Regions from separate parts of the Sus scrofa genome. Here all the other regions are linked to region 1. The links are chromatin contacts, called in public HiChIP or PLAC-seq maps. All regions are on one chromosome and are shown on one strand. The core of a region is the stretch at or near the end of the contact, and the rest is flanking DNA. Distances in the headings are between cores, read along the strand shown.

What was found. HiChIP or PLAC-seq counts read pairs in DNA pulled down with a chosen protein or histone mark.
Region 2: a contact with region 1 is called in an H3K27ac HiChIP or PLAC-seq map of alveolar macrophages. The contact joins the promoter of BNIP1 here to the enhancer-like site in region 1. A contact is called at or near these places in 8 of 47 Hi-C or Micro-C datasets (embryonic fibroblasts, epiblast stem cells, fibroblasts and 4 more) and 1 of 2 datasets of contacts at active chromatin or transcription factors (alveolar macrophages).
Region 3: an H3K27ac HiChIP or PLAC-seq map of alveolar macrophages shows a contact between it and region 1. The contact joins two enhancer-like sites. A contact is called at or near these places in 1 of 47 Hi-C or Micro-C datasets (embryonic fibroblasts) and 2 of 2 datasets of contacts at active chromatin or transcription factors (alveolar macrophages and skeletal muscle).
Region 4: a contact with region 1 is called in an H3K27ac HiChIP or PLAC-seq map of alveolar macrophages. The contact joins two enhancer-like sites.

What each region holds. Positions count from the first base shown.
Region 1 is chr16:51,514,621-51,522,080 of Sscrofa11.1, reverse strand. No RefSeq gene overlaps it. Among named protein-coding and RNA genes, the nearest start is that of TRNAE-UUC, 42 kb to the right of the region's middle. Within about 2 kb of position 2,875, at least 26 of the 83 cell types and tissues checked have an H3K27ac peak or open chromatin away from gene starts, as enhancers often do. A contact at or near this core is called in alveolar macrophages, omental adipose tissue and retroperitoneal adipose tissue, where this site is marked.
Region 2 is chr16:51,137,470-51,144,929 of Sscrofa11.1, reverse strand. It overlaps BNIP1 (vesicle transport protein SEC20), which reads left to right and starts at 4,541. Exons shown (of 6, transcript XM_003134044.6): 1 at 4,541-4,899; 2 at 7,342-7,434. The coding sequence starts at 4,816. It overlaps LOC102165988 (a long non-coding RNA gene), which reads right to left and starts at 6,484. Exons shown (of 4, transcript XR_002339699.1): 1 at 5,243-6,484; 2 at 4,422-4,847; 3 at 468-676.
Region 3 is chr16:51,220,956-51,228,415 of Sscrofa11.1, reverse strand. It overlaps ATP6V0E1 (ATPase H+ transporting V0 subunit e1), which reads left to right. Exons shown (of 3, transcript NM_001044579.1): 3 at 2,204-2,660. The coding sequence ends at 2,225. Among named protein-coding and RNA genes, the nearest start is that of CREBRF, 14 kb to the right of the region's middle. Within about 2 kb of position 4,020, at least 22 of the 83 cell types and tissues checked have an H3K27ac peak or open chromatin away from gene starts, as enhancers often do. A contact at or near this core is called in alveolar macrophages, where this site is marked.
Region 4 is chr16:51,246,324-51,253,783 of Sscrofa11.1, reverse strand. The region is part of intron 2 of ATP6V0E1 (ATPase H+ transporting V0 subunit e1); the gene reads left to right. Among named protein-coding and RNA genes, the nearest start is that of ATP6V0E1, 11 kb to the left of the region's middle. Within about 2 kb of position 3,508, at least 2 of the 83 cell types and tissues checked have an H3K27ac peak or open chromatin away from gene starts, as enhancers often do. A contact at or near this core is called in alveolar macrophages, where this site is marked.

The DNA of each region.
Region 1 (7,460 bases), core at 1,626-4,125:
GTGGGTGAGTGTGAGTGTGAACGTGTCAAGGGTGAGGGTAGGGGGGTGTTTGCATGTGTGAGGATCTACAGAAGGATGACTATTGGTGTGTGTGAGCGTCGAGTGAATGCGTGTGAGGGAATGTTGGTGGGTGAGTTCTACGTGTGTGAAAATGGGCGAATGTGCAGAGTACGAATGAATGTGAGAGTGACAGGGAACGTGCGTGGGGGTGAGAGCGTGCACGTGGTTGTGTCCAGTGTGAGTGGAGGGTATAGTGAAAGGGTGTGTGCGTGTGAATACAGGGGTGGTGAGGGTTGCTGCGGGTGAGTGTGTGTCTGTGGGCGGGTGAGTGTGAACAGAGTGAAGGTGAGTGTGTGGCAATGTCTGGGAGTGAGCGTTGATGCGCGTGGGTGTGTGCATGAACATGCGCGTGGATTGGCAGTGCACTGTGGAGGGTTCGAGGGAGAGAGAAGGCAGATGGCAGGATAGGCTCAGCTGAGAGGCCGTGCGGGGCAGGGCAGGAAGGAGAGAAAGTCAGGAAGATGACCCGGGCATGGGGGGGTAGCCTGAGGGTCCCTGGGGGCCGGGGGTGGACTCTCACCCGCTTCGACGCCTATGGCCCTAAGCGGAGTGGTGGCTTTTAGGACAAGGGCTACCCAGGGTCCCTTACCACTGTATTGGCATTTTCTGAATTGCTGCTCTATGTTTTTGTCATCAAATCTAAGTATTTCACAATATTCGGTTGATTGGATGATCCATAAATTATTCATCATTCCCCTATTAATCAACATTTTGATTGCATGCAAATTCTTTCAATTATTAACAGCACTGTCACACAGGTCCTTGAAGCTTTTTTGGCTCATCTCACAAATGCTTCCACAGGATAAATTCCTTGACGAGGAATTGTTAGATCAAAAAATGGGCAAAGATATGGAGTTGCCATCATGGCTCAGCAGTAATGAAGACAACTAGTACCCAAGAAGAGGCAGGTTCGATCCCTATCTTCACTCAGTGGGTTAAGGATCCGGCATTGCTGTGGCTGTGGTGTAGGCCGGCAGCTGCAGCTCTGATTGGACCCCTAGCCTGGGAACCTCCATATGCCTTGGGAGTGGCCCTAAAAAGCAAAAAAAAAAAAAAGCAAAGATCTAAGATGTTAGATCCCTGTTGCCAAAATGTTCTCCAAAGAGACTGAAAAAAAAATTTTATTGGCCACCCTACAGCACATGGAGTTCTCGGGCCGGGGATCAGATCAAAGTCACAGTTGCGACCTAAGCCGAAGCTGCAGCAACACCAGATCTTTAACCCACTCTGCTGGGCCAGGGAATGATCCCATTGCACCATTTCAGGAACTCCAAGACTGAAGCAATTTACAACTTCACCAACAATGTGGGAATACTTACTTCCCTGTAAACTCATCAACTCAGGGTATTGGTCATTTTTCAGCTTTGATCAATTGGATACTTTAAATATCTAGCATCTCAATGATGTTGTGATATTTCATTACTGGCAAGCATATACATTTTCTTATTTGGGCTATCTTATTGTGAATTGCGTTTCCTTATCCTTTGCTGATTTGGGGGCAGTGTTAGCGGTTAGTAAGAGTGCTAGTAAGAACGATTATCCTTTGCTGGATGTATGTGTTGAAAACATTTCTCCTCGTCTATTATTTGATTTGCAATTTTTGTTCAGAAGTTTTTTAATAGGAGGAAAAATTAATTGAGGGTGTTCCCATTGTGGCTTAGCAGGAGAGGATCCTGACTAGTATCCATAAGAATGCAGGTTCCATCCCTGGCCTTGCTCAGTGGGTTAAGGGTCCTGCGTTGCCACAAGCTGTGGCCTAGGTCACAGATGCTGCTCGGATCTGGTGTTACTGTGGCTGTGGCGTAGGCCAACAGCTGCAGCTCCAATGTGACCCCTAGCCTGGGAACTTCCATATGCTGCGGATGCCGCCCTAAAAAGAAAAACAGAGAGAGAGAGAAGAAAAAGAGTGGAAGCAATATTCAAAGAGATAGTAGCTGACATTTTACAAAATTACCAAAAAATCTCAAGCTAAACTTTCAAGAAATACCAAGAACCTCCAAATACACAGGAGCGTGTGGTGTTTCGCGACCATCCCAGTTATCCCAGGGAGGAATCTGAGGCACAGACAACTTCAGCAATTTGCCCAAGGCCACGCAGCTAGCTCCTCCCACAGGGGTGTCCCCTCCCACCGCCCCGCTTGGCCAGACCCCTCCAGCCTGCGGGCTCCCCTGGCCTCCTCCCCACTCAGCGTCTGCCCATGTGCTGTGTCCCCTGCCCAGAGGTCCCCATTGATGCCCACCCCACCCCGATCCCACTCCCGATCAAGCCTCTCCTGCCAAGGGCCTTGGCTGACCCGGCCATAGGCCGGTCCCTCGGGCACACACTGTCACACACCCTGAGTTGTTCCTCTGCGCATTTTTAATATAAGCTGTATTTCTACACCTGCGTGGGTTGGTGAGTAACGTCTCTTCTCCCAGATGGACTAAATGTGGCTAGAGCAGCCACGGTGTCTTCGTGGGTCCCAATGTGTGTCCCTCGAGCACTCCGTAGGCACTCTGGAAGTGTTCGCGGAAGGGATGAAAGAATAAAAAAGGAAGACTCATTCCCCCGGAAGAGGAGGAGGGCTGCCAGGGTCTGGCGCCAGGCTCCCCGCCTTCCCAGCCCTTGCAGGCCGACCACCAGAGGGCGCCGTCACCTGAGAAACCGTCCAGGGGACTCAGCTCTCCCCAGTATCCTGGGATCTCGTTCAGGGGTGAGCACGGTGGTCTCCCTAAGAAGCCCTCAGGGGCGCTGGAACTAAGAGCTGATTTGACACCTGTCCCTGCCGCTTCCCGGCTGTGTAAGAGTGGACGTGCAGCCTCAATGTCCCCATCTATCAAGAGGGGTTGGAGAACCAGCAACGCCTGGTCCACCGATCTGGTGCTTCATTCACGTCCCCGGGAGCACCAGGGTGATGCCCCAAATCCTCGCTGCCCCTTGAGAATCAGAGTAGGGATGAGGGGAACAGAGATATTTCCTAGGAAATATTAGTGGAAGGAGCCAGCCTGAAAAATGACTCCTGAGTGAGCAAGAAAAATAAATTCTGGTCCTCTATGTCTCCTGGTCTCTAAACCTCACAGCTCTGAGAGGCACATGTGTCTCCCCATGTCTGATGAAAAAGGAAACTGAGGCACAGCTGTACCTGGTGGAAGGTGCTGAGCCCCTGCTCACCCCCTGCCTCCCGGGCAGCCCACCCCTCCAGCTGGCCTCCTCCACACCAGTGCTTCTCAAAGTGTGGCCCCACAGCAGCAGCAGCGGCAGCATGGCACCAGCACGTGTTAGAAATCCATGCCCTTCCACTGGGGCTTGCCGTCCCCCTGGACCCATCCATCTTTCCAAACTGTCTCTCTCAGTGACTGACACTGCTTGCTAGTGATCGTGGGGGCCCCCAGAGACACTGCATGACACCAAATGAGATTTTTTTTGAAGTAACGTTGGTTTATGACAGGAAATGAGTTTCACGTGTACAAGGTTATATTTCAACTTCTGTATACACTACCGATGCTCGCTACCAAAATTGAGCTCTGTCACCATACAGAACCCTCCCCCCAACCCCCTTCCCTCTGGGAACCACTACCCTATCCTCCGTATCTGTATGTTTGATTTGGTTTGGTTTGGTTTGTTTCTATTTCACATATGAAATCATAGGGTATTTTTGTTTTTCCATCTGAATTACAGCACCTACCACGATACTCTCAACATCCACCCACGTTGCCCCAAATGGCAAGATTTCATCTTTATATATCTGAATATTCCATGGTATACACACACACACACACACACACACACACACACACACACACACATTCATCTCTCCATGGGCACTCAGGTTGGTTTCACGTCTGACTATTGCAAACAGAGCTGCTATGAACATAGGGGTGCATATATCTTTTGAATTCATATTCGCCCATTCTCCAGATAAATACCAAGAAGCAGAATTGTTGGATCATACGGCAGCTCTATTTTTTAGTTTAATGAGGAAACATCGAACTGTTTTCTATAGTGGCTGCACCAATTTACACGCCCACAGGCAGTGTACAAGGGTTCCAGTTCCTCCTCGTGGTTTTTGTCTGTTTGTTTGTTTTCGGCTGCCCTGCAGCGTACGGAGTTCCCAGGCCAGGGATTAGATCCGAGCCGAAGCCGCCAGCCAAGCCACAGCTTTGACAATGCTGGACCCTTAACTCACTGTCCTGAGCCAGGGATGGAACCTGAGTCCCAGTTCTCCCAAGGAGCCGCCAATCCCGTTGTGCCACAGTGTGAACTGCTGTTTCTTGCCTTTTTGATGCTAGCCTTTCTAGCAGGCACGAGGGGCTATCTCGTCATGGCTGTGGTTTACAATTCCCTAATCATCAGTGATCTTGAACCTCTTTTCACGCGCCCGTTGGCCTTCTGCATGTCTTTGGAAAAATTCCTGTCCAGAGTTCCCGCCATAGTGCAGTGGAAATAAATCTGACTAGGAACCATGAGGATGCGGGTTTGATCCCTGGCCTCACTCAGTGGGTTAAGGATCTGGCGTTGCCGTGAGCTGTGGTGTAGGTTGCAGACATGGCTCAGATCCTGCGTTGCTGTGGCTGTGGCGGAGGCCGGCAGCTGTAGCTCCGATTAGATCCCTAGCCTGGGAACCTCCCTATGCCGAGAGTGTGGCCCTAACAAGCAAAAGAAAGAAAGAGAGAGAGAGAGAGAGAGAAAGAAAGAAAGAAAGAAAAGAAAGATGCTCTGTCCATTCTTCCAAGTGAGATTTTTAAACTCACCCATAGAGTCCTCTATTAAGTTTAACCTTGAATGACCCAGAATGACTTCATCCTGTGCCGTCAGACTCCATCGGGGATGTTACCCTCCCATCGGCGGGGCAGCCCAGGTCCCTGTGCGTTGCCGTGAGAAGGGCTGTGTGAAGCATCAAAGTTTGAAGAAAGAAACTCATTGTAAATCAACTACCCTTTAATTTTAAAAAACAATTTGAAAAATTAAAAAGTAAAAAAGCAGAAGCTATGCTGAAAAATTTTAGAAAAGACCCAGAAATAAATCCTCAATACCTCATTCAGAATTTGGAGAATTTGTACTTTTAGGTGAAGGAATTATAGGGCTATGAGATGGTTTCTCTCTCTCCCTTTCTCTCTCTCTCTCTCACACACACACCCACACACACACACACACACAAATACAAACACACAGAACCTCATGCTTTGAGGCCCCACGCAGACTTCCACATCTGATTCAGGGATGGGCCTGGCAATCTGTGCCTAAAAGTCTTCCAGGGCATTCTGGATTTTTTTCGTTTGGTTGGTTGGTAGGCTTCTCTTTTTGCGGGGGGGGGGGGGGTCCTTTTAGGGCTGCCCTTGCAGCCTATGGAAATTCCCAGGCTAGGGGTTGAACTGGAGCTGCAGCTGCCAGCCTATGCCACAGCCACAGCAATGCAGGAAGCTTTAACCCACTGAGAGAGGCCAGGGATCGAACCCGCATCCTCATGGATACTAGTCAGCTTCTTAACCCACTGAGCCACAACTTCCCTGCCTTTCCATCCTGTGGTGGCCTTGGACACCTTCTCCCAGACCCCCGTCCCCATCCCTCCATGGTCAACGGGACTCCCCTTCCAGTTCTGAAGCACGGTCAAGGGTGAGAACCCCAGGCTGCAGCAGCCCTTCTCTGCTGTAGAAAGCCCGCCTGCCCAGAGGAGAGGCGAGGACGATGAGGAGGGAAGCATGGAGGGGCTTCCCAAGAGGGAGGAGCAGGAAGTTGAGGTGGCTCCCGGCTGCCATGAGCCCTGGGAAGGCAGGCCCAGCCGCCGGAAAAGCCCCCCAGCATGTCTTGCAGCTTCTGTGACAACAGGAACCCCACCGACAGCTGTGGGGGCTGCAGAGGGCTGGGGAGGAGGTCCTCGGACTCCCCTGGGGAGGTCACTCACCGTGCAGGTTCCAGGGCCCCTGCCCTGCATCTCCCAGGTGGGGCCCCGGAAGCTGCCCCTGGGGACATTTCTCTGCCCTGTGACATGGGAAACTCGGGCATGGAAGGCTTTGGCCCAGCCAGACCAGATGTGAATTCTGACTCTGCCCCTCATTGGTTCTGTGACCTGACCCATTCTGTCCCCTCTGTCCCCGTATGGAAAACGGTTATAATGAGAAACGAGAGGCATTTCAGGGATCAGAAGCGACTCTATATGTTGAAAGCAGACATACCGGGGAGGTGGGGGCAGCAGGACAAGGGCATAGAGTGCCATCCTCAGAGCACGGATTTTTGTCCCTGGGGTTAAGGGGAGCCACGGAAGGGATAAGCCCAGGGGAGACGCCATCAGATTTGCTCTTGCTAACACAGCGCTGGAGGAGGCTGAGATGGGAAGGAGGCTGCACCAGCTCTGGGCCAGACACTCTGGGGGTCCAAATCCCTGCCCTGCCTGCTCCCCACTGCTGCACACTTTTTGGGGGCAACCACACCTGTGGCCAGGGATCGAGCCTGCACCACAGCAGTGACCGGAGCCACAGCAGTGACACCACTGGATCCTTAACCCACTGAGCCATCAAGGAACTCCTGGACTTTTTGGACTTAACCTGCCAGTGCCTTGGTTTCCCCATCTGTTCGGTGAAAATAAGAGGACTATGGGAATTAAGAGAGAAAAGCCATGGTAGCCATTATTGTTCATCAGTAAGAGAGTCGTAACGAATGAGAACGAGAGTGCGTGCGGACCAAAAAGGACAAAGTCACCGAAGCCTCTTTGTAAGCGCCTTAGGAACAATGTGACTGGGGACACATCAAACAGCTCCCCTTGGGTGTCAGCTGGGAACTGAGGCCGGGATTGGGCTCCCGCCCCCTCCTGCCGGTGCCCAGCCCGGCCCTGCCCGCATGACCCAGCTTCCTGTTTGTGATGCCAACGCTGGTGGGAGGAAATCGGTGCCCCCGCCCTGGGGCTGGAGGGCAGGAATGTGGACGTGTTGACGTCAAAGCGTGTCCTAGTTCTGGGGAAGTCAGATGGGAAGGGCTTCCTGCAGCGTCGCCTTTGATCCTGGCCTGGGCTGGGGGCGTGAGCCAGCCCTGAGCGGGCCCAGCCACTGGGAACTTTGCTGACGGGCGCCCCCGAGGGGGAGTCGGGGTCCTACCCCCAACATAGCTTTGCGGCCCTGGGTCAGCCACCAGCTCCCTCTTTGCAGCTTCGGTTCCCCCAGCCGTAAGGGGGGAGAAATGTGCATCTCAGAGCATCCTTCCCTCGGCAGATACATAGATGGGACCTGGCCTGGCCTGGATGATGGGGCAGGGAGCGAAGGAGGCCAACAGACAGTGGCCCGAAGCCTTTCTGGAGGTGGCTGCAGGAGGTTTGCCAGCATTAGGTCTGTGACTCAGGCTGAACTCTGGACCCAGGCACTTCCTGGCCCAGTGACTCAGTTTCCCCGATTCTTCAGGGGCATCTCACGGCACCTCTCAGCCTTGCAGAG
Region 2 (7,460 bases), core at 3,292-5,791, 380 kb after region 1:
GTCATTCGGTCATCCCTCCTCACCCACACTCTGTTTCAAAACCAGGAGAGTGCCTTAGCCAGAGACAAAAAATGGCTAAGTATGAAAAGCAGCTGGGGAAGAGACTTGTGGCTGCCTGATGGGAGGGGGAGGGAGTGGGAGGGATCGGGAGCTTGGGCTTATCAGACACAACTTAGAATAGATTTACAAGGAGATCCTGCTGAATAGCATTGAGAACTATGTCTAGATACTCATGTTGCAACAGAAGAAAGGGTGGGGGAAAAAATGTAATGTATACATGTAAGGATAACCTGACCCCCTTGCTGTACAGTGGGAAAATAAAAAAAAAATTAAAAAAAAAGTAGCTGGGAAATAGTATAATATCCCAGCAGAAAGGTTCAGAATAGGAAGAAGCATTAGAAGGTCCCAGAAGGCTAGAGTGGCATTCATTAAGCCCCAGCTAGGTGCTTTTCCAACAGGGAACTCACCTGCTGCTCTCCATGGCCCAGTGAGGTGGGTGGTCATGTCTATTTTACACAAGAGTCAGACGAGACTCAGATGCAGAGACTCGCCCCAGAGCCAGCTTAGGCGGTAGATAACTCCAATTCAGATGGCACTCTGCTTGCATCCCTCGGAGACAATCCATGCATCTCTGTAAGGGACCTGGCCACATCACAGGCAATGTTTGGATGGATGTCTGGGTAGAAGGGAGAGAATGGGCTTAAAATCTGAAAACCAGAAAGAACTCTGGCCAAAACTTAATAGATGTAGCAACCAAGAGCTAGTGTCAGGATCAGGAGGTAAAGAGGACAGAAGGAAAACAACGTTGGCAGGGAGTCAGAGATTGGGGAGTGCAGGTCACCAGGCTGCACATCTGTTTCTCAAAGATGGCCTCTAGCTGAAGGGCTTTAGAATTGAGGGGTATTTTTGTTAGAAGGAGGTGTGCTGGAGGTCAGAGAAAAGGGAAACTATGTTTTCTTCTTTCACTGCAGCACAGAGATGCAATTGGTGACTGGTGGTCACAGAGGAATTACCGGCAAGAAACATGGTGGGAAAAGGGGCCAAGGTCATGTGGGCACATCAACCACCAGCAGCCTGGGTTTCTTCACTGTCCTCAATAGGGAGCTTTTATTTGTGGATCCAGGATGTTTGACCTGAAAAACGTCAACCTCAGTTTTTTAAAAGGTTTTAGTCTTAAACATCACCAGGAATAAACTGAATAGGAAATGTACAAAGTCTAAAGAAAACATTAAAATACTATCAAGGACACAGAAGAAGACTTGAACAAATGGAAAGATAGATCAAGTTCGTGAACAGGAGCGGTCAACGGCATAAAGCTCTCCTAAAATAAGTCACTTAATGTCATCCTAATAAGACAGACCAATACAATTCAGAAACTCTAAAGTTCACATAAGGGAAAAATGGTGTGTTCAATCCTATTATATTAAAACACATAAAATTGTAGTATTAGAGTTGGAGTTCGCATTGTGGCTCAGTGGTAACAAACCCAACTCGTATCCATGAGGATACAGGTTCTATCTCTTGGCCTCACTTAACGGGTTAAGGATCCGGTGTTGCCATGAGTTGTGGTATAGGTCACAGACGAGGCTCAGATCTGGCACTCCTGAGGCTGTGGCATAGACTAACAGCTGCAGCTCCCTTTCGAGCCCTAGCCTTGGAACGTCCATATGCCTCAGGTGCAACCCTAAAAAGCAAAAACAAAACAAAACACTAGGACATGTGGGGAATTCCTTTGAACCCATGTGAGCATGGAAGGCCTTTCTAATGGGATCTCAAATCTAGGAGTCATAAATGAAGATTAACAAATTATATATGAAACAGAAATAAAAAATTTCAAATCTTGAAGGTCCAAAATACTTAAACGGGAGTTCCCATCATGGCTCAGTGGTTAATGAATCCGACTAGGAACCATGAGGTTTCAGGTTCGATCCCTGGCCTTGCTCAGTGGGTTAAGCATCCGGCATTGCCGTGAGCTGTGGTGTAGGTCGCAGACGTGGCTCAGATCCCGCATTGCTGTGGCTACAGCTCCGATTGGCCCCCTAGCCTGGGAACTCCATGTGCCACAGGAGCAGCCCTAGAAAAGGCAAAAAGACAAAAAACAAACAAAAAAAAACCCAAAATACTTAAACGAAGTCAAAATTCTGTAGCTTAAGAGGCAAAGCGGAGTTCCTGTCGTGGCGCAGTGGTTAACGAATCCGACTAGGAACCATGAGGTTGCGGGTTCGGTCCCTGCCCTTGCTCAGTGGGTTAAGGATCCGGCGTTGCCGTGAGCTGTGGTGTAGGTTGCAGACGTGGCTCGGATCCTGCGGTGCTGTGGCTCTGGCGTAGGCCGGCGGCTACAGCTCCGATTAGACCCCTAGCCTGGGAACCTCCATGTGCCGTGGGAGCAGCCCAAAGAAATAGCAAAAAGACAAAAAAAAAAAAAAAAAAAAGAGGCAAAGCTTATCTGTAGGAACAAATCCTCCTAATGAATAAAGAGCTCCTGGGAATGGATAGGCAAAAGACCAACAACCTAATAGAAAAACAGTAAATACAAATAGTTCTCAACCTTATTCATGATAAGAGAAATGCAAATTAAAAGGTGGCATTTTTCACTTGATCCAATTGGCAAAAATCCCAGTGTTTGTTATCACACCATGTGGGTGAGGCCATGAGAAAGCGGGCGTTCATACCACATCGCTGGTGGGAGTGTAAATTGATATAACCTCTAAGAAAAGCAATGCAGTTGTATGTATTAGAATTTTGAAATGCATGTAACCTTCGACCTAGCCATTCCATTGCGCTGGGCAAGTCATTATTCTCTCTGTGCCTGTTTCTTTATCTGTAGGAAGTGGATAATTCTACCTCAGGGCTGTTGTGAAAGAATGATACACATAAAGCACTTCATATAAAGTTCCTGGCACAAGGGAAGAGTGCCACAAATGTCAGTAATATAATAATAGCGGCCAATGTGCTTTGCATTCTTAGCATGTGCCACATTACTACATTGTGCTTGGTGCTTTTTATGTATGACTTCATGTAGCTGTGATCTCCACCAGCTAGCCTCTGAGGAGGCTGAAGTACCGAGAGGGGAAGCCTGCCTTAACCCTCACGTGGCCTCTCTATTAGATGCAGTGGAATAATGAAGGCCTGGAGGGAGGGGGTGTGGAACACTGGAGGAATACAGATGTGGGAGCACGCAGCTCCCCCCTTATTCGACACTATTCAAGGGGCCATATTTGGTTTTTGAGGGAAGGAAGATAGGGCTTTCACTTAAGGCTCTGCCACTTTTAATTTGGGCAACCTTGGGGCAAGGATGTTTTGTTCTGTTTTTGTCTTTTTTGTCTTTTCTAGGGCCGTACCCACGGCATGTGGAGGTTCCCAGGGTAGAGGTCTAACTGGACCCCTCATCGGTTCCCAGACCGCAGCCTACACCAGAGCCACAGCAACACCAGATCTGAGCCTCGTCTGCGACCTACACAACAGCCCACTGCAATGCCAGATCCTTAACCCACAGAGCAAAGCCAGAGATCAAATTCAAAACCTCATGGTTCCTAGTCGGATTCGTTAACCACTGAGCCACGACGGGAACTCGTTTTTTGTTTTGTTTTGATCTGGCCTTAGTCCAACTCCCGAACTGTGAAACTGGGTTATTACCTATTTCAAGGGTGGTTGTGAGGCTAAAGGGCAACAGCTGACACTCAGTTTTTCCCAGTCTATGATTGCAGAACAAAGGTGAATGGGGTGAGGGCAAGTGGGGAAAAGCATTCTAAGAAGGAGAAAAGCACATTCCACAACTACAGATCCAGACTTCCCATTTGCTCAGGGTGTTAAGCATCCAGCACTGTCACTGCAATGGCTGGGGTTGCTGCTCCGGCAAAGGTTCAATCCCTGGCCCAGGAACTTCCACATGTCCCAGGCACAGCCAAAGAGAAACCACCCAAAAAACAAAACAAAAACCCCACAACTACGGACCCAAAAAGAGCTTGAAGAATGCAAGGGGGGCGGGGGCGCTGGGTGGGGTAGCTGATGGTCTTGAGGGCCAAGTTAAGAAACTTGGACTATTTTATAAGAAAAATAAAGTGAAAGACTCTCTGTCTGTTGAGAGAGAGACAACAGCCAGGTTGTTATTTCCATCAAAACTACTCCAGCCAGGTAAATTATTTAATAAATCTAATTGTACACAAAAGGGAACCGCCAGGAGCAGAGAAGGGGTATAAACTGGAATGTGACTTACCAGTTGCGCATTTTAGACGCAAAGATCCCTAGCACTCAAGCTGGACTAACAGAAGATTCCCTAGGGACTTGCCTTGAATTTCGTATATTTAAAAAAGTGTAACAACGTTTGTCATTTTTTTCTTTCATTCCACAATTTATATTCACTGTAGAAAATATGAAAATACAAGAAAGTTTAAAAAAGTGTAAACAATTGTTAATTATACCTTTCAGAGATATCCCAGTTGATACTTTTCTTCCAGCGGTTCCCCCCACCCCCCGCCCCCATGCAAAAAACCCCGCATTCTTTAGAGTGGCTGATGGGCGGAGTATGCGGAGGGATCACCGTTAAAGCGTTCTCGATAATACCCTCGGCTCTCGCTCTCGCTCTCGCTCTCTCTCTCTCTCTCTCTCTCTCTTAACTAGATCCACACCAACAGGCCGACTGAGTGCGCGCCCACGTGTCAGGGAAAGTCCCCACCACTGCGCCGCCGCCCTCGCTCGCCGCAGGCCGGTCTTTAGGGGGCGCTGCCCCAAGGCCCGGCCGGGAAGGAAGGGAGGCCGGGAGAAAACGCGTTGGAACTTGGGCCCCGCGGCTGTCCGTAGTCAGCATTCCCCAACATGGCGGCTCCCCAGGATGTCCACGTACGGATCTGTAACCAAGAGATTGTTAAATTCGACCTGGAAGTGAAGGCGCTTATTCAGGTACTAATTCCCAGGACCCCCAATGGGGACCAGCGGCCCGAAACCCAAGTGGTTTTGGTTTTCTTTCAGCTCGGCGGTCTCACTGCTGAGCTTTCCCCATCTGGTCAAGTCTCCGAGGTCGCTGGCCCCGCCCCCTTTTCCTAGCTGCTCCCCTTTTGGTCCCGTTCCCTTCATCCCCTGGACTCTTCTCCTTGATCCTTCTTCCGGCTCCCGTTGGCTCGCCCTCTCCAAGGCCTCTCCTCTCCCTCTCCCTTCCCCAGCCTCCGCCTCAGGCCTGGCTACCTTTTTGTGGCCCCTGCCCCACTCCGGCCGTTTCCTCGCCCTGCCCCAGTCTCCAATTTACCTGTCATCCTGCTTGGCCCTGCCTTCTGACACCGCCCTTTCCATCCTTTGGTAGAGTCCTGGGGGCCGTTAACCCCGGCCCCTGTGGCCAGTTCCGTGGGTCTGATGTCCCGGGTCACCAAAGGCCCCTTGGCGCGGGAGGCACTGGATGAAGTGAACGTAACCTGGACGTTGTGATTTGTAAATTAGGAAATCGAGTCAAGGGCCAAGGCCTGGGTCAGAGGGCAGATAATGGCAAAACTGGGGTCGGACAGGGAAAGTCAGTATAGAAAAAAGACTTGAGTCTACTTCGTTTAACAGATGGGGTAATTGAGGTCCTTTGTTTTAGGCCGTTTGAGGGTAGAAGATAACAATAAACCCCTTGGCATAGGCAAGAGTTAGGAATGTAGAAATGGTTACTTGAGTTTAGCAAAAGGAAACCAAGAGTTTAAAATCTTCATTTGAGGCAGATCGTTTCCATTTACAACAAACGTTACTAAACGTTGGATGTAGACTGAGAATTTGCAGCCAACTGTGGTAAAAGGTGGAGGAAAATAAGGCTCCCCACAGAAGCCAAATGCAAAATAAACCAAATTAATAGTTTATTATATGGAGCAAAGAAGTGTGATTTAATGCATAATCCATAGAACAAGTGAGGCAACTTGATGCAAACAGTTAAACTCTTGAACTTCATGTTTCCGATGTATAAACTACAAACCTCTGGGCCAATTTTAGAAAAATAAGTTGAGGAGTCATAAAACAAACGAAACTGTCTTTTCACATAATCTATATTGCTTAAGCCCTTTTGGGCACTCTCTAGCTCTCTTTGTTCTTGTGATGAGAACAGTTGATCATAGCTAGAGTTAGCGCATTCTTACTGTGTTCCAACTCCTCTGCTAAACCCTTTACTACATACCTGATCTATGAAGTAGGTAATGTTGGGATGAGGAAACTAAGGCACATAGGACTCAGTAACTTTTTCAAGGTAAAATAAAACAGCTTATAATTGCTACAACCAGAATTTGAATGTACATAATATATCCTAGGGCCTGCTTTAAAACCTGGCCCTGGAAATTCTGAATGTCCAGAAGCAAATTCTAAATCTATCTTTGAGCATGTTTATAAACAGTGACTTACAATAGAGGGTTTATAAAATTAGATCAAGAAGTTAATCTTGTCATATAATGCCAAATATTAGCATCCTGACTTTTTTTTTGGTCTTTTTGCTATTTCTTTGGGCCGCTCCCGCGGCATATGGAGGTTCCCAGGCTAGAGGTCCAATCGGAGCTGTAGCCACCGGCCTATGCCAGAGCCACAGCAACATGGGATCCGAGCCGCGTCTGCATCCTACACCACAGCTCACGGCAACGCCGGATCGTTAACTCACTGAGCAAGGGCAGGGACCAAACCCGTAACCTCATGGTTCCTAGTCGGATTCGTTAACCACTGCGCCACGACGGGAACTCCGCATCCTGACTTTTAAGTTGGAACCATGTAACATTACAGTCTAATGTTATAATACGTCAGAGTTCCCATTGTAGCGCAGTGGAAATGAATCCGACTAGGAACCATGAGGTTGTGAGTTCAATCCCTGGCCTCACTCAGTGGGTTAAGGATCTGGCGTTGCTGTGAGCTGTGCTGTAGGTCACAGACGCTGCTCAGATCCTCTGTTGCTGTGACTGTGGGCGTAGGCTGGCAGCTGTAGCTCCCATTGGACCCCTAGCCTGGGAACCTCCATATGCCATAGGAGTGCCCCCCACCATTAAAGTAAAGCTACAGTCTGTCTTTTAGATGTCCATTCCTGTCACAAGTTGCTTTAAGTCTTTCATAATGGCTGAATGGAGTTTTGGTAAACTTCAGGAACTAATAGGTCAAGATAGAGTTGTGTTTCTATCTGTGCTTTTATGTTACTTGCTGAGAAGTTATCTAAAGCGGGATGAGAAAAATGTAAATTACATTGTTTTTGCTTGTGTTGTAGAGGTAAACATCAAAGATCAGGATGAATTTCAGTTAGTAGGCCAAACTTAGTTGTGACCTAAGCCAACTCTCTCACGGTACAGCTGGTGTCGTTTCATTTCATTGCCTTGAGAAAGGCTCCCTCATCTCTTCACTTTTTCCTAGGATATTCGAGATTGTTCAGGACCCTTAAGTGCACTTACGGAACTGAATACTAAAGTGAAAGAAAAATTTCAACAGTTGCGGCACAGAATACAGGTAAGTGTCCGCAGAGCAGGGATGCT
Region 3 (7,460 bases), core at 2,771-5,270, 290 kb after region 1:
ATGCTTTGTCTTTGAGTCCTTTCCTGGCCACTTGGCTTTACAGTGATCTCTCCTCTCCTAAATGTATTTATCTCTGCAGTTTTTGCCATTCATTCATTGCGTTCCCTGAAATTGTGAAACACTTACGCTTTCGGTTTGCTTAAATACCTCTTATAGTTAATCTCCTACAAAAAATACAGACCTTACCCGTGATAGTAAAGAAGAAGGAATTCTTTTCATTTGCAGAATTTATCTGAAATGAAAAAATAAAGGTAAAAGCGAGACCTGTTCTTTGTTTAAAAAAAAAAAATTTCTTCATCCGTCCCTGAACAGATTTCCTGATTCTCACCTTAATATTTTTCTGTTGTCTTCATTCGCAGTTTTATGGGAAAGTAGCCTTGTGATTCGCTTATTTAACAGAATAAGAATATGGACGCTTTGAGTTGTGTCTCCCCCCCACCCCAGCATGGCTATGTTTCATATCAGAGACGATTAGATTATGTGCTTCTTTAGTTCACTCCAGAACCAAACCGCAAGTCTATGCCATTGAACAGAACACCCGCTCACATTTATCTTATTAAACTGGCTGTCACTGAGCTTGAGGGAAAAGTGTCCCCCCTGATTCTATGTGGCTTTTCAAAAGTGAAGACCTATTCTCCCCTTTGCAATTGTTCATTTGTCCACAAAGGCCTAGACAATAAGGCAGCCTAACCGGTATGCTTTTCGAGGAAATTAACACACGCAGCATCTGAATTCACAGCTTCAGGTATTTGCAAGTAAAATTTATAATCTGCCTTGGAACTCAGGATCTGTGCAGAGGCTGTTCTGCTGGCCTGAGGAAGAGAAGAGAAAATGATCATTAGATTACAGGAAAGGTTTTCTGAAGCTGTGGAAGAAACCAGTAGCTCTGGGAATTGCCGCTACCTGGCCTGCTCTGGTTATTTTCCTTAGTACACGGTAAAAACGGCCTTCTAATTACAGCTGGAGTTGACTGTATTTATTTGCAGTGTCCTGCCCTAGTGGGTCCCCAGCAGTCTGGTACTTGCCACCATCGAGGGCGGTTGGCCTGCCCAGCTTGCTGCAGTAAGACTCAGCAGCAGTCTCGTGTCTGCTTCTGGGCACCTTGGCCCCAGGGCCTCGGGAAGCCTGTCATTTTATCGCCCTGTACTGGGGGTTCTCCTGGGTGTGCCCACTGACTGGGAAAACCTCAGAGGCCCATCTCATCTCTTCATGAGCTTTTCAGTCTTCGGGACCCATTGCCCAGACCTCACCTCATCCGCATTGAACTAGCCCCTCACTGCACCCAAGCTTAACCCTCGACATTCTGCACAAGATGGGTCATAATGAGCTTACTTTCTGATCCACCAGCTCCAGACTCCTCTTTATTTAATTTTTATTTTCTCTTTATTGTTTTCTTTTTTCAATTTTGAAAGTAGCACATGTGGCTTTTTTTTACAAAGACGTTATAAAATTAGCTTTATGTGAAGGGGTTCATACCGCTACTGTCAGCAGCTGGATGTGTGGAGATACCTATTTTGAATGTTTGCCAGCTCTGCAGAGGTGGTGTTACAGCTTTAAGCTTCTAGAAAAAGAAATTCTCGTTTGTCACTTATACTTGGGGTGGCAAGAACAGTGAGCAGCAGACGAGGAGCCTGCTCTTTGGGGGTCCGACAGAGAGAAAAGCTTACCCATCTGTGGGAACCTGGCTTCCTTGCTGTAAGACTGGAAGAGGGGAACAGCAAATACAGGTTTTTTTTTTTTTTTTTTTTTTTGTGGCCATGCCTGTAGCATGTGGAAGTTCCCAGGGAGTGAATCTGAGCTGCAGCTGCAATCTATGCCACAGCTGCAGCAGTGCCAGATCCTTAACTCACTGTGCCACAGTGGGAACTCCAGCAAATACAGATTCTTGAAGCCCAAGTGATCTCGTCAAACCCCACTATGGATCGGGTCTCAGACGGCTCCTCTCTTCCTGCTTTCTATGACACAGCCAAAGCGTGACTTGGGATCCTCCGTTTAGCCTTGTCCTTGGTTCCTGGATCTCTTGTCTCAGCCCTGCACAACCTGCCCCAACTTGCATGTTAACTGAGCCCACTTTCATTCAAGTATTTAGGGACCATCTATACATTTAACCTTCTTGGCCCGGTTGACTTTCTCGGTATTCTTACCCTTTTGCTCTCCAGAGGATGGTGGAAGGCCCAGTTACTGGAATGGTTTTGTTTTGCAGGTCACGAAGAGAGTTCCTCTAGATGCAAAATCACCTCCATACCCAGACCTCCTTCCTTGACCTGCCTCTGCTGGCCGTCAGATGCCTTAAACGTTCACGCCACAGTTGAATATCTTATTCCTCAACGCAGTATTTTTTTCCTGTCGCCTTTCTTACACTTTGATGAATGATGTGCCTCTTTTACTTAAACGCTCTCCGTAAAAGGTTCATGTGCTCTTCTGAGATAGACAGTGCTCTTTCTTCGGGGAAATAACATTACTCCCTCCGTGGAACCTGTGGATTGGAAGATGGCTCCTGCCTGCTCACAGCGTGGGAATCCGCGAAGCGTTTAAACACTGTAACAGGACAGTGAGACCCCAGTGGGGCTGTCAGTAGGAGATCATATTCAGAGGGAGAATCTGTCTCGCCAGAACCATACCAAAGTACATTTTTAGGATGAATTTCTTATTTCTGCCGTCTCTGGGAATAAATTATTTTTCTGCATTCTTTGGAAATCTGGTTTGGGTGTTTGTTAAGCTCATTTTTATAAGCTTTTCTATCTCTAGATAATCTTTCTGAAAGACGATTTTGTAGTTCAGACTTAGCTTGGGTGCGGAAACCTGGCTGTGTGGTTTGAGGTACCTGAAGAGTCTGGTAAGTACTTTTCTTAATCGTCCAGTAAACATTGGAGTGCTTGCTGTAGCCACTGGAGGAATCAAAGATGTGGAAATTGGGTCCCTGCAAGTTCAAGAGCTGATATGCTATCTGGAGAGGTAAGGTCGATAAACACAGAACTGTGATGCAAGGCCCTGTGTGACCGTCGTCCATAAAACCACGGTTAGGATGGGGAGCAGGTACAGCCACAGAGACAAGTTGGAACCAGCAGTTCCTTGTACCATCTCATTGTTGGAAATAGGACTGAAAAAATCAAGTGAGTAAAAAGCCTGGGACGATGATTCTGTTTCCGTAGCAGGCGTCTCAGTAATTCACTAATTCGGGGACTCTATTAGTTTTAAGAAATTAAAAATGAAAATGGATCTCAGTTTGTACCAGCTCATGGCTCTTTGACAGCCAGCCAAGAATGGATTTCCTGTTTTGCAGTTTGTGCTTTTCTATTCCTCCCAAACCATCTGAACTCATTGCTTTGCTATTCTTATGACCGAAGAGTTTCAAGTTGAAGTGACTCTCCTGCTTTCATTTCTTTCTTTTCCTTCTTTACTTTCATTTTGAATTTACACTTTGCCTGAGCGGCAACTCTATGCTTTACATTCCCAGCAAACAGGCATCTTTCGTACATTTCATGGAATCCAGAAGACACCGAACATTTGATGCCAAAGGGACCATAGTGGTATATGCTAACCTCATTGTTTTATTGATAAGGACTCTGAGCCCAGGCAGGGAAACTTACTTGCCCAGTTTAACGCCGCTCGTCAGAGGCGGAGGGGGGAGTAGGATCTGTGTGTTCTAATTTCCACGACGGCACTTCTCCCTTGCACCCTGCCTCTCTGAGTTGCCTTGGCCAGGAGCCAGCCCCGGGGCTCGGGTGGAGGGAAGAATACCGCCTAGGTGGATGACCAAGCGTCTCCCATCAGAGCAACTTATTTGACCCTTAATCATTATTTGTCATCTAAGAAAGCAGTGCTGGTGGTTACCGTGGGTAGATAAAAGGATACCACAGTCTTTGAGCCCTGACCGCGGTCGGGGGAAGTGTGACTCTACTGCAGCTGTGTACCCAGACCCTTCCAGCCAGGCCCTGCCGCCCATCCTCACTGGCGCTCCGTCTGAAGCCTTTCGGGCTCCCACCCTGAGCTGCTTTCCAGCAGACCCTGGGTTTGAAGCAGACCCTCATGATGTCCCTAAGGTGGTGTTTCCGTGGAGTGTTGGTTTCGCTTGGCCCACGTTTAGCGCAGCAGACCTCAGCTGTGGCGTGCTTGCAGCAGCGCCGGAGGGCGCCTCCGGGCCTTTTCTTCCCTCACAATCATGATTTGACACATTTCTGACTTAATGGACTAGTTGAAGGCAGGGGTCACAACCCCGGCTGATCTACGTCCCTGAGTTCTGCCTTATTCTGTCACTTGGTACCGATCCATTTGTATTCTTCTGGTTTGCTGTAAGTCAGGTAAAGCATTGCTTTTTGTGCTTGGGCATGCTTGCCTCTTGCTGGGGTCTGATGCCTGCAGACAGGGGTCAGGCCGACTCGTGTGTTGATCGCACTCACAGCAGTGGGAGACACAGGGACGTGAGCACTGGAGGGCCTGGTGATGTGCCAGGGAGGTTTTGAAAATCCTGCCCAGCAAGCTTTCTTGGGAGGTCAAAGGCCCTAATAAGACAGCAACCTAGGCCTGAACCTGGAGGATTTTCTCCAAACCCTACTAGGATTTACGCCTAGTGCGGCCTCAGCATAAAGCCTCTGAAGAAGAAAAGAGCTCATTTCATAGCCAGGTTAGAAATCAAAGACACATCTACGCATGCACGCACATGCTGAAAGACTGATCTGATCACAAGCTCCTAAGGGCCAGGTACTGTGACTCTGTCACCACCCAGCTGTATTGCTGTGGTTGAAATGAAGGAATGATGACATCAACTCAGATTTGGCGGGGGGGCGGTTGGGGAACTCAGTAAGTTCCCTTTGCTCAGAAAGTCTCTTAACCCTGAGCCTGTTTCCTTGCTTATGGAATTCTCCAGCATATTAAATACAATTAATATGTAAGCTCAGATATATTTTCTTCTCACCTTCTCCCTAATAACTGAGCCATTTTTTTACAACATGACCTAGCATCTGAGATGGATGCTTGTGAATCCAATTTTCTGTATCCTCTTTGCAGCACCCTTGCCGCAGTGCTTGCTGGGGCCCCAATTGGAAGGAGCTCCATCCAGCCCGTTGAAGGATTCTGGAAGTGTCTCTTGCCTCCAAAGCCTGTCCAGGTGAATGTAGTGTAGCCTGCAATGATCGCTAGACTAGGAGAAGCCCTAGGTTTGCAATCAATTGCTACCCATGAAACTTTGGGAAAATCATTTAATATCTGGGCCCTAGTTTTTTCATCTATATCCCTGCCCTTGCTGCTGTAAGAGGTTGTTACCCAATGAGATGTTGGTGGGAAAGGTGATTTGTAAGTTGTAATGACACACAAAGGGTATTTTTCAGAGAAACGATGAAATCCCTAGAACCCACTGACACTACTTTTCTATGAAGCCAGACCCCAGAGGGGCAGCCAACTAATTTTTTTTTTTTAAACATATGGTTTCCCTTTTGTTTAGTCATTTGTACTTGGGTTACAGAAAAATTGAAGGCGCACACCAGGCTCCAGGCCTGAGCTCTGAGCAGGGAGATGGATGTCTTAGAAGCAATCATCGCGCATAAGTGTCTAGACCACATCCTTCCTGCCCTTCCAGGCTTTACCAGCTCGTATACCAGAGCGAGAGTATTTCTGGCATGCTTTTGAAGATGTAGTCTGAGGGTCGGATGGTTTCTTTTAACACTGTTTTTGTTGTCTGCTTTAAACATATAATGATATTTATATCGCTGACCCAACAATTTTTTATTATATCTCCCTTTAGTGTTTCTTTAGAAGTAGCACCTTTTTGTTTATTTCTTTTGGCTGTCTTTTGTTTTTATTATTTGTGTGTTTGTTTTTTAAGCATTGGTAGGTCTTCTGCCATGTGGAGGCACATTTAGAAGAGAGAAATTACAAGTTCCCTGGTGGCACAGCTGGTGAAGAATCTGGCATTGTCACTGCTATGGTGTGGGTTGCTGCTGTGGCACAGGTTCAGTCCCTGGCCTGGGAACTTCCACATGCTGCAGGCGCAGCCAAAAAGAAAGAAAAATTGAGAAATTATTTTAGATCATTGCTTGGACTCTTGGAAGATTTGGCCCTGGATTTTATCTCCCCCAAATTTGAAGTCAGTTGGTCTTTTATTAACTTTATTTATTTATTTTGTCTTTTTTTAGGGCCGCACTCGCGGCATATGGAGGTTCCCAGGCTAGGGGTCCAATAGGAGCTATAGCCACCAGCCTGCGCCACAGCCACAGCAACTCGGGATCTGAGCCACGCTTGTAACCTACAGCACAGTTCACAGCAATGCTGGATCCCCAACCCGCTGAGCGAGGCCAGGGATCGAACCTGTGTCCTCATGGATGCTAGTCGGATTCGTTAACCACTGATCCGCGACGGGAACTCCTTAGCTATATTTAAATTATATTTAAAAGTATATATCTGGCATTTTAGAAGGGTTTCATCACCCCATCCCACTATGTAGGAGCTCTCTTCTGTTTAGAGAACAAATGTGTTTAAAATGGAGATGGCCTCTTAAGTAAAGTTAGGTTTTACTTTTTTCCCTGCTCCTTTATTTCAGTTTAAATCCATAGTTTTCTAAGGAAAACAGCACAATGTAAAATGCTGTCATACAGGATATTTATCATGAGCACAATTAATAGCAATTTAACACTCAACCAAAAGAGATGCTTACATAAGCCATGCTGTATCCAAATGAAAAATATCCTGGCACATTTAATCATTTTTTCCCCAAAATATATGCTGGAAAAGAGATCTACAAGACAAACAATAGGAGTTCCCATCGTGGCTCAGTGGAAATGAATCTGACTAGCATCCATGAGGACGAAGGTTTGATCCCTGGCCTCACTCAGTGGGTTGGGGATCCAGCATTGCCGTGTACTGTGGTGTAGGACACAGACGTGGCTCGGATCTGGTGTGGCTGTGGCTGTGGCACAGGCCGGCGGCTACAGCTCTGAAGACTCCTGGCCTGGGAACCTCCCGAGTGCTGAGGGTGTGGCCCTAAAAAGATTAAAACAGAATTGAAAGACTAACAGCAAAACGGTTAACATTGCCTCTGGATAGTAATTGCAAATGATTTTAATTTTCTTTTTCCTTTTTAGCATTTTCTCCAATGAAGACATAATACTTCATCGCAATACTTCAGTAAAAAGAGAAACAATACATTACTTTAATAACAAAAGATAATAGAATATTCAGAGGAAAAAACCCACAGGATTTTAAACTTAGATGCATAGGACAATACAGACCAAAATGTTGATAGTAATTACTTCTTTTACAACTTTGTGTATTTCTGAATTTTCTAAATAAAATACAAAGAGCATGTATTTTATAACAGGGGGTGAGGAGTGGCCTTTCTGCAGGGACACATTGTCAGAATAGTGTTAGTACTTCCTCCAAACGTTATATAACACTCACCCTGTTTTGTTTTGTTTTTAAAGTAATTCAGGGTCAGGGGAAATGAAGTCAGATTTATTAAAACACTG
Region 4 (7,460 bases), core at 2,259-4,758, 270 kb after region 1:
AATTCATTGTGCACTATCCAAGTATGATAACAATTGACATCTGTTTGAATAGGTTATAGCTTTAGGATATGTAAGGTCATTTCTCAGTGTATACTTTTAGATTACTGTTCTCTATCCTCATGAGTGTTAGAAATGGCAAAACTGTAGTTGAAATAGTCTGTTGGGTTTTTTTGTAAATTAAGATATAATTTCACATACTATAAAACGTATCCTTTTAGGAGTAGCTTTTTAGAGTTTAGAAGCGGTGATTCTCTTAAAAAGAGCTTGCTAGCCTCACGAGACTTCCTTATATGGAAAGTATCAGTGATGCCCTACTATTGTTTAGTGCCCATAAGTGGTAGGAAGCAGCAGTTCTAATCCTGTGAGTGGTTCTCTTTGGCTCTGAATCTATGAATTCATTCAGAGGCACTAATATTTTTCAGAGAGGTTGGTGGGTATGAGCCAGTTTCACTTCTTGGCATTGATCAAAATCTGCCCCTGACGAAGAATTATTACGGTGAATTTTGGCAATCTGGTCCTTCAGTCACTGGCTTAAGTGCAGCTTGAAGTATTGAAAGCTGAATACATGTGACGCTATAGACATATTGCTAAATGATGATGATGTTTGACTGCCTCAAAACGAGGGCTTAGGTGATGAGACTCTGTGCAGTTGGCTTGTTAAGTCTTTTTAGTCTGCAGGGCTTTTTCAGGTCATGGTTCAGCCCCCAGAATGGATGTCTGACAGGTAGTGTATGGAGAGCATTCTTCCTCCTTTTCTTCTTTTTGGCCACGGCACATGGAAGTTCCCGAACCAGAGATCAGACCTGCACCACAGCAGTGACCCTAGTCACTGCAGTGACAACACCCAATCCATAACCCGTGCAGCCACAAGAGAACTTCTGAAAGGCATTCTTACATGAGCTGTGTTTAGCTCTAAAGAGTGAATGAGATGAAGTGCGTGCTTCATCAAGAATTCTTTCGGGGGAGTTCCCATCGTGGCACAGCGGAGACAAATCTGACTAGGAACCATGAGGTGGCAGGTTCGATCCCTGTCCTTGCTCAGTGAGTCCGGGATCTGGCGTTGCTATAAGCTGAGGTGTAGATTGCAGATGTGACTTACATCTTGTGTTGCTGTGACTGTGTAGGCTGGCAGCTATAGCTCTGATTCGACCCCTCGCCTGGGAACTTCCATATGCCTTGGGTGTGGCCCTAAAAAGCAAAAAAAAAAAAAAACAAAAAAACAAAAACAGAAGTCTTCTTTTGGAGTTCCTGTCACGGCTCAGCAGGTTATGAACCTGACTAGCATCCATGAAGATGAAGGTTTGATTCCCCGGCCTCGCTCAGTGGGTTAAGGATCCAGCGTGGCTGTGGCTGTGGTGTACGTTGCATACGCAGCTCGGATCTGGCATTGCTGTGGCTGTGGTGTAGGCCGGCAGCTACAGCTCTGATCAGCCCCTAGCCTGGGAACTTCCATATCACGCCATCTTTGAATTTTGGCTAATTAATTTTGTTTTAATTCTCTTTGAAACAAACAGGAAACCTTTCCAACCTTTCATGCCTCTTATCTTCATTCTTAAGTGTAAAATAAAATAACGACACTTGGTTGGAGATGATATCACTGTGAGTCTTGGTGAGTCAGTTGAGAACTGTCTATGAGCCATTACCTCTGACTGTTAGATTTTTTCCTTTGTTCCAGTGTGCTGGTGACTGCTGACAGCAGGTCAGTACTGTCATTGATGTATTAATAGAAATAAGATACAGTGTTCCAACATTCAGTGCATCTGGAGGCCATTTTTTCGAGAAATAAGCTGGGTGGTCCAGATTTTATAAAATTGTCTTTTTCTTTGGTTGCTTTGAAACCTGATCATATATCCTATTTAGCAAAATAAACTGCCTGAAACATACAGATGGAATTAAAATCCTGAATATTTTATGTACCTTAGTCCACACAAGGGTGGGATTCTGTAATAAATTTAACTTGAAATCCAAAGACAACTTCCCTGTTTGGGGCTAGTTCATGTAGTTTGTTGAAAATACCTCATTTGAAGTATACACGCCCAGAGAAACCAGATTTCCTAAACGAAGTCATGTTTTGAAATACACTCATAGACTTTTAAATTGCCTTCTGTTTGTGGCAACTTTTTCCTCTTTCCAGTTTGTTCTAGCTCCTGGTTAGATTCCTCGGGGTATACCTTGTTTGAGCTCTGCATAAATCAGGATCTCTGCCAGTACAACCAGTTTGTGTTACTAGTTCAGCAGAGGAAAGTGTGCTCTCCCTCTGGTTCCCTCTTCGAGGCACAAGATCCCTTTTGTTTCTTAAGCACACAATCCTTTGCGTCACTGTTCTAAACTTTCTTGGTCTTGGGTTAGTTGCTAATGTCGAGTTATGTTGTCGCTCACCCAGAGTCACAAAATTCACATCTTCAAGGCAAATTAGAAATTTAATGTTGTATTGTGAAGATATAATTGCTTCTTGGGAAACGTGGTATATCTTTAGCACTTGACTAATTCTAAATCTTCGCAGGGTGATAGGGCCGAGGAAATACTGGCTAGGAAACCAGGAGACCTTGGCTCTGCTAGGCTGAATAATATCCAGCCTGATTATGTTGTAGTAGGTTTTGGTAAGTTTTTAAATAAGGTGCTATATGTAGAAACTTATAACAAAAGATATGAAAAATGTAAAGGAACGTTACTGGTGATTTTTAGAAATAAGTTATTTTAATTCAAAGAATATGTGTTACTTGTAAGCACGCATTTGCTTACAATGCTGTGGCAGCATTTACTTTATTGGGCCTTATTAGAGGTCATTCACTTATTTACTGTTAATAATGATATACTCGTAATACTTTAATGAGCCTACTGTGTACAAGACACTGGCCATGTGACAGTGAATGAATAAAAGAGATACATCTCCGTGCCCTGTGTAGTGAGGGGGGACAGACAGCAGCAAAGAGCCAGAGTAGCCTCTAGTCACTTCCCAAAGATGTGCCCTTACCTACTCATTCCCCAAACCCCCTATTCTGTGACCCCCAGATGAGCCCCCCTCACTCACTCCTCCAGCCCCCTCATACTGCCCATCGCACAAGGACCTGCACAGCCAACAGCAGCTTTCCCCAGCTTGTCCAGGAATTTGCAGATCCACAGCTGAGCCCAGCCTTGCTTTGGTCCTGGCTCCGGAGCCAGTATGGGGACAGGACATGATTACCTCCCAAGGCCAGGGTCCTCCACTTTGGTTTCCCACCAACTAGCCACAGCTAGTCAGTTTCCAGGGTATTCTTTACTATAACATGCTTTATTTTGTTTTTTAAACTTTCTGGTTTTGGACTTCTAAAACTCACTGTATGTTCGCTACAAAAGTAGAGAGAATAGTAAAATGAACCTTCATTTACCTATCACCCGCCTTTGAAAATGATCCACTCATGGCCAATCTTTTTTTTTTTTTAGGGCCGCATCTGCAGCATATGGAGTTTCCCAGGCTAGGGGTCAAATTAGAGCTGTGGCCACTGGCCTGAGCTATAGCCACAGTAACACCAGATGCCAGCTGTGACTGTGACTCACACTGCTGCTCACAGCAATGCCGGATTCTTAACCCACTGAGCCGAGACCAGGGATTGAACTTGCGTCCTCATGGTTACTAGTCAGGTTTGTTTCTGCTGAGCCACAACGGGAACTCCATGGCCAATCTTGTTTCATGCCCACGCATTTCCCCTTCCACCTCAGGTTTCTTTCTTTCTTTTTTTTTTCCCCACACCCATAGCGTGTGGAAGTTCCCAGGCCAGGGGTTGAACCCGAGCCACAGCAGTGACAACGCCAGATCCTTAACCCTCGGTGCCGCAATAGAACTCCCCACCCCAGATTTTTTTGAAGCAAGTTCCAGATATATCAGTTTATCTGTAAATGTTTCAATATATGTATATTTCTAAAAGATGATCTCTCTTTTTCGATTATAGCCCCAAACCATTATCACACACAAAAAGTTAATTCCATTATATTATCGAATATCATTTAAATGTCCCTAGTTGTCTTATTTATTTGATTTATGTATTTATTTGTTTGAATGAAATGCACATAGAGACAGTGCGTTGCGATTAGTGGTTGTGTCTTTCAAGTCTCTAGAAGTTTCTTCTCCAAATCTTTCTTTTTTTCCTGACATATTTTAATAGAAAAAAACTAGATTGTTTGTGCCGTAATTTTCCAGTTTTCCAAAGTCTGGTCCTTGTTAATTTTAAACCCATAGTGTTTCTTTTTGTTTGTTTTGTTTTTTTGTCTTTTATCTTTTTAGGGCCACACCCTTGGCATATGGAGGTTCCCACGATAGGGGTCTAATTAGGGCTATGGCTGCCGGCCTACGCCACACCCACAGCCACAGATCTGAGCTGCGTCTGCGACCTATACCACAGCTCACAGCAATGCTGGATCCTTAACCCACTGAGCGAGTCCAGGGATCGAACCCGCAACCTCATGGTACCTAGTCAGATTTGTTTCTGCTGCATCACAACAGGAACTCCTCTCTTCAGATTTTAAATAAAGGAGTGGTTTAGTTGAATGGCCACTCTGGCTGCTCGAAGGCCGGAGTGGAAGCAGGGACATGCATTTAGAGGTTAAGGTATTCGTCCAGGTGAGGAATCTTTGTGGTTTGGTGTGAGGTGATGATGAAGGGGGTGCACAGGTTTGAGGACTAATTTGGGAGTAGAATTTATTGGTCCTGCAGGTGGATTGGATATGGGAGAAATCAGAGATGGCTCCTTGGTTTCTCAGTCAGGCCATTTGCTCAGGTGGTGAAGACTTGGCACAGGATACATTTCAAGACAAAACTTCAGTTGAGGACAGGTGAAGGTTGAGATGCCCGTGAGCCTTTGAAGAGATACCAAAGGGACATTTGAGGCCGTGCACACATATGTAATTACTGAAGGCCGTGCTTCTCTCTGGGGACCAGCATCCAGTGGGAAGAGGCCAGGGATGCTGCCGAATACCCTGCACTGCACAGTGCAGCCCCCGCCCCCAGTGAAGAATTATGCAGCCCCAAATATCAGTAGTGCTGAGGTTGAGAAACCTGCCGGAAGGGAAGGCACGGCGAGAGAAGAGAGGCTGGGCCCCAGCTTGAGGAATGCCAGCGTTCAGGTGTTGTTACGGATGCCATGCGGAGAGCCAGTGAAGGGCAAACTCCGGCCTCCTCTGTTGACTAAGAGGGGGTGACCGGAACATCTGGAGGGACGAGTGGGAGGCAAAATCAGGGGGCAGGCACACCCAGGCAGAAGGCAGTTCCTCACAAGGGTGGGAGAGAGTGGTCTGGAAGCCGCAGAGTCGGGGCAGAGAGGTTACCGACGCCTGAGCTCTCTGCTGTAAGACTAAGCGGACCTCTCTGCCTGACCGAGCCTCAGGGGGGAGCCAGGCTTCAGTGAAACTGCAGGCGGCGGGAGGTGGGGGAATGGAAGGTGTGTGAGTGGCAGCTCACGGAGCCAGTGACAGAGAGCACAGTGCAAGGGCGTGGGAGAAAGGAGAGGGGGGAGGCTGGATGGAGTGATGAGATGGGCCGAGCAATCTGGGAATGGGATGCGGGTCCTCCTAGATGGTCCTGGGAGGTTTTGAAAATTTTTTCCTGGCCAAAAAAAATGAGGTAAACAAAGATCATGAGACCTCTGGAATTTGTTACAGTTTCTCTTCGTAAGGGAGGACTTGGACCGGAAGGCTCTCCACTCACTGTAGCCTGACGGTGCAGAGGGTCTGGCAGGTGGGACTGCTTCCGATGGCCACAGGCGCTAAAATGGTGGTAATTGTTTTTGTCACTGTTGTTTTGTTTTCTCCATACAGATACCTAGTTGTTTCTCCATACAGATACCTAGTTGTTGAAAAGATTTTCCTTTCTCCATTAAATTGCTTTGGCATCTTTGTTCAAAATGATCTGACCAAGTATGTGTGAGGTCTATTGCAAGACGGTCTCTTCTGCTCATTGATCTTTTTGTCCAGCCTTATGACAATATCACAGTCTCTCGAACATTATAGCTATATATTGAAATCAGAAAGTGTAAGCCCTCTGTTTTTTCTTTAAGATTATTTTGGCTATTCTGTAATAGCCATATAAATTAAGAATCAACTTGTCCATTTCTACCAAAAATACCCAAAAACCTGTTGAGATTTTAATTAGACTTGTGTGGAATCTATAGATCAGTTTGGAGAGAGCAAACAATATGAAGTCTTCTGATAACGAACATGGTGTATCTCTTTATTTCAGTTTTTTAGTTTCTTTTTTAAAATTTTTTTTCATGAGATTTTTTTCCATTATAGTTGGTTTACAGTTGTTTAGTTCTTTTAGTTCTTATTTGTTCCCTTTAGTTTGCTCTTTTTGGTTTAATTTGCTCTTTTTCTAACCTCTCGAAATGGAAATATAGATCAGTGATTTAAAACTTTTTTCCTTTTTAAGTGTAAGCATTTCATACCATAAAATTCCCTTTAGGCATCACTTCAGCTGTACCCAGAAATTTTCGATGATGCTGTGTTTTCGTTTTCAGAATTGTGGTGTTTAATTTCCACATATTTGGTGCTTTTCTTGTTATGTTATCAGAAGATATGTTATGTAAGATTTCAGTCATTTAAAATTGGGACATATTTTATGACCCAGCATATGGTCTTATCCTGTTGACCATTCCATGTACACTTGAAAAGAATGTATATTCTACGTTGTTGGGTATGATGGTGTTCTGTAAACATCAGGTCAGTGTAGTTCAAATTTTCTATGTTGTTATTGATTTTTTTGTCTGCCTTTATTAATTACCGAGAGTGTGTTAAAATCACCAGATATGATTAGGATTTTTCTTTTTCTTTTTTTTTTTTTTTGTCTTTTTAGGGCTGCACCCGCGGCACATGAAGGTTCCCAGGCTAGGGGTCCAATCGGAGCTGTAGCTACTAGCCTACACTACAGCCACAGCAACACCAGATCTGAGCCGTGTCTGGGACCTATACCACAGCTCATGGCCACACCAGATCCTTAACCCACTGCGTGAGGCCAGGGATCAAACCTCCACCCTCATGGATACTAGTTGGATTCGTTTCCACTGAGCCGCAATGGGAACTCCTTGGATTTTTCTGTTTCTCTTTTTAAGTCTTTCCTTTTTTGCTTTGTATATTTCAAAGCTCTGTTATTAGGAGCATGCATATTTATGATTGTTACATATTCGTGATGAGTTGACATGTTAATCATTGTAAGAGATCCCCTCTTTATCCTTGGTAATGGTCCTTAACTCAATTTTTACTTTGGTATCAATAATATCACTTTTCCTATGCTTATCACATCTGTGTCTTTCTATTTAGGATATGCCTTTTTGAAGACAATGTGTACATTGTTCTTACTGTTTTATCTATTCTGTCTTTGCTTTTTGGCAAATGGCTATACCGTATAGAATTAATGTAACTATTGATATAGCTAGGTTTGGGTCCACTATTTTATATTTCTTTTATTTATTTATTTATTCATTTATTTATTT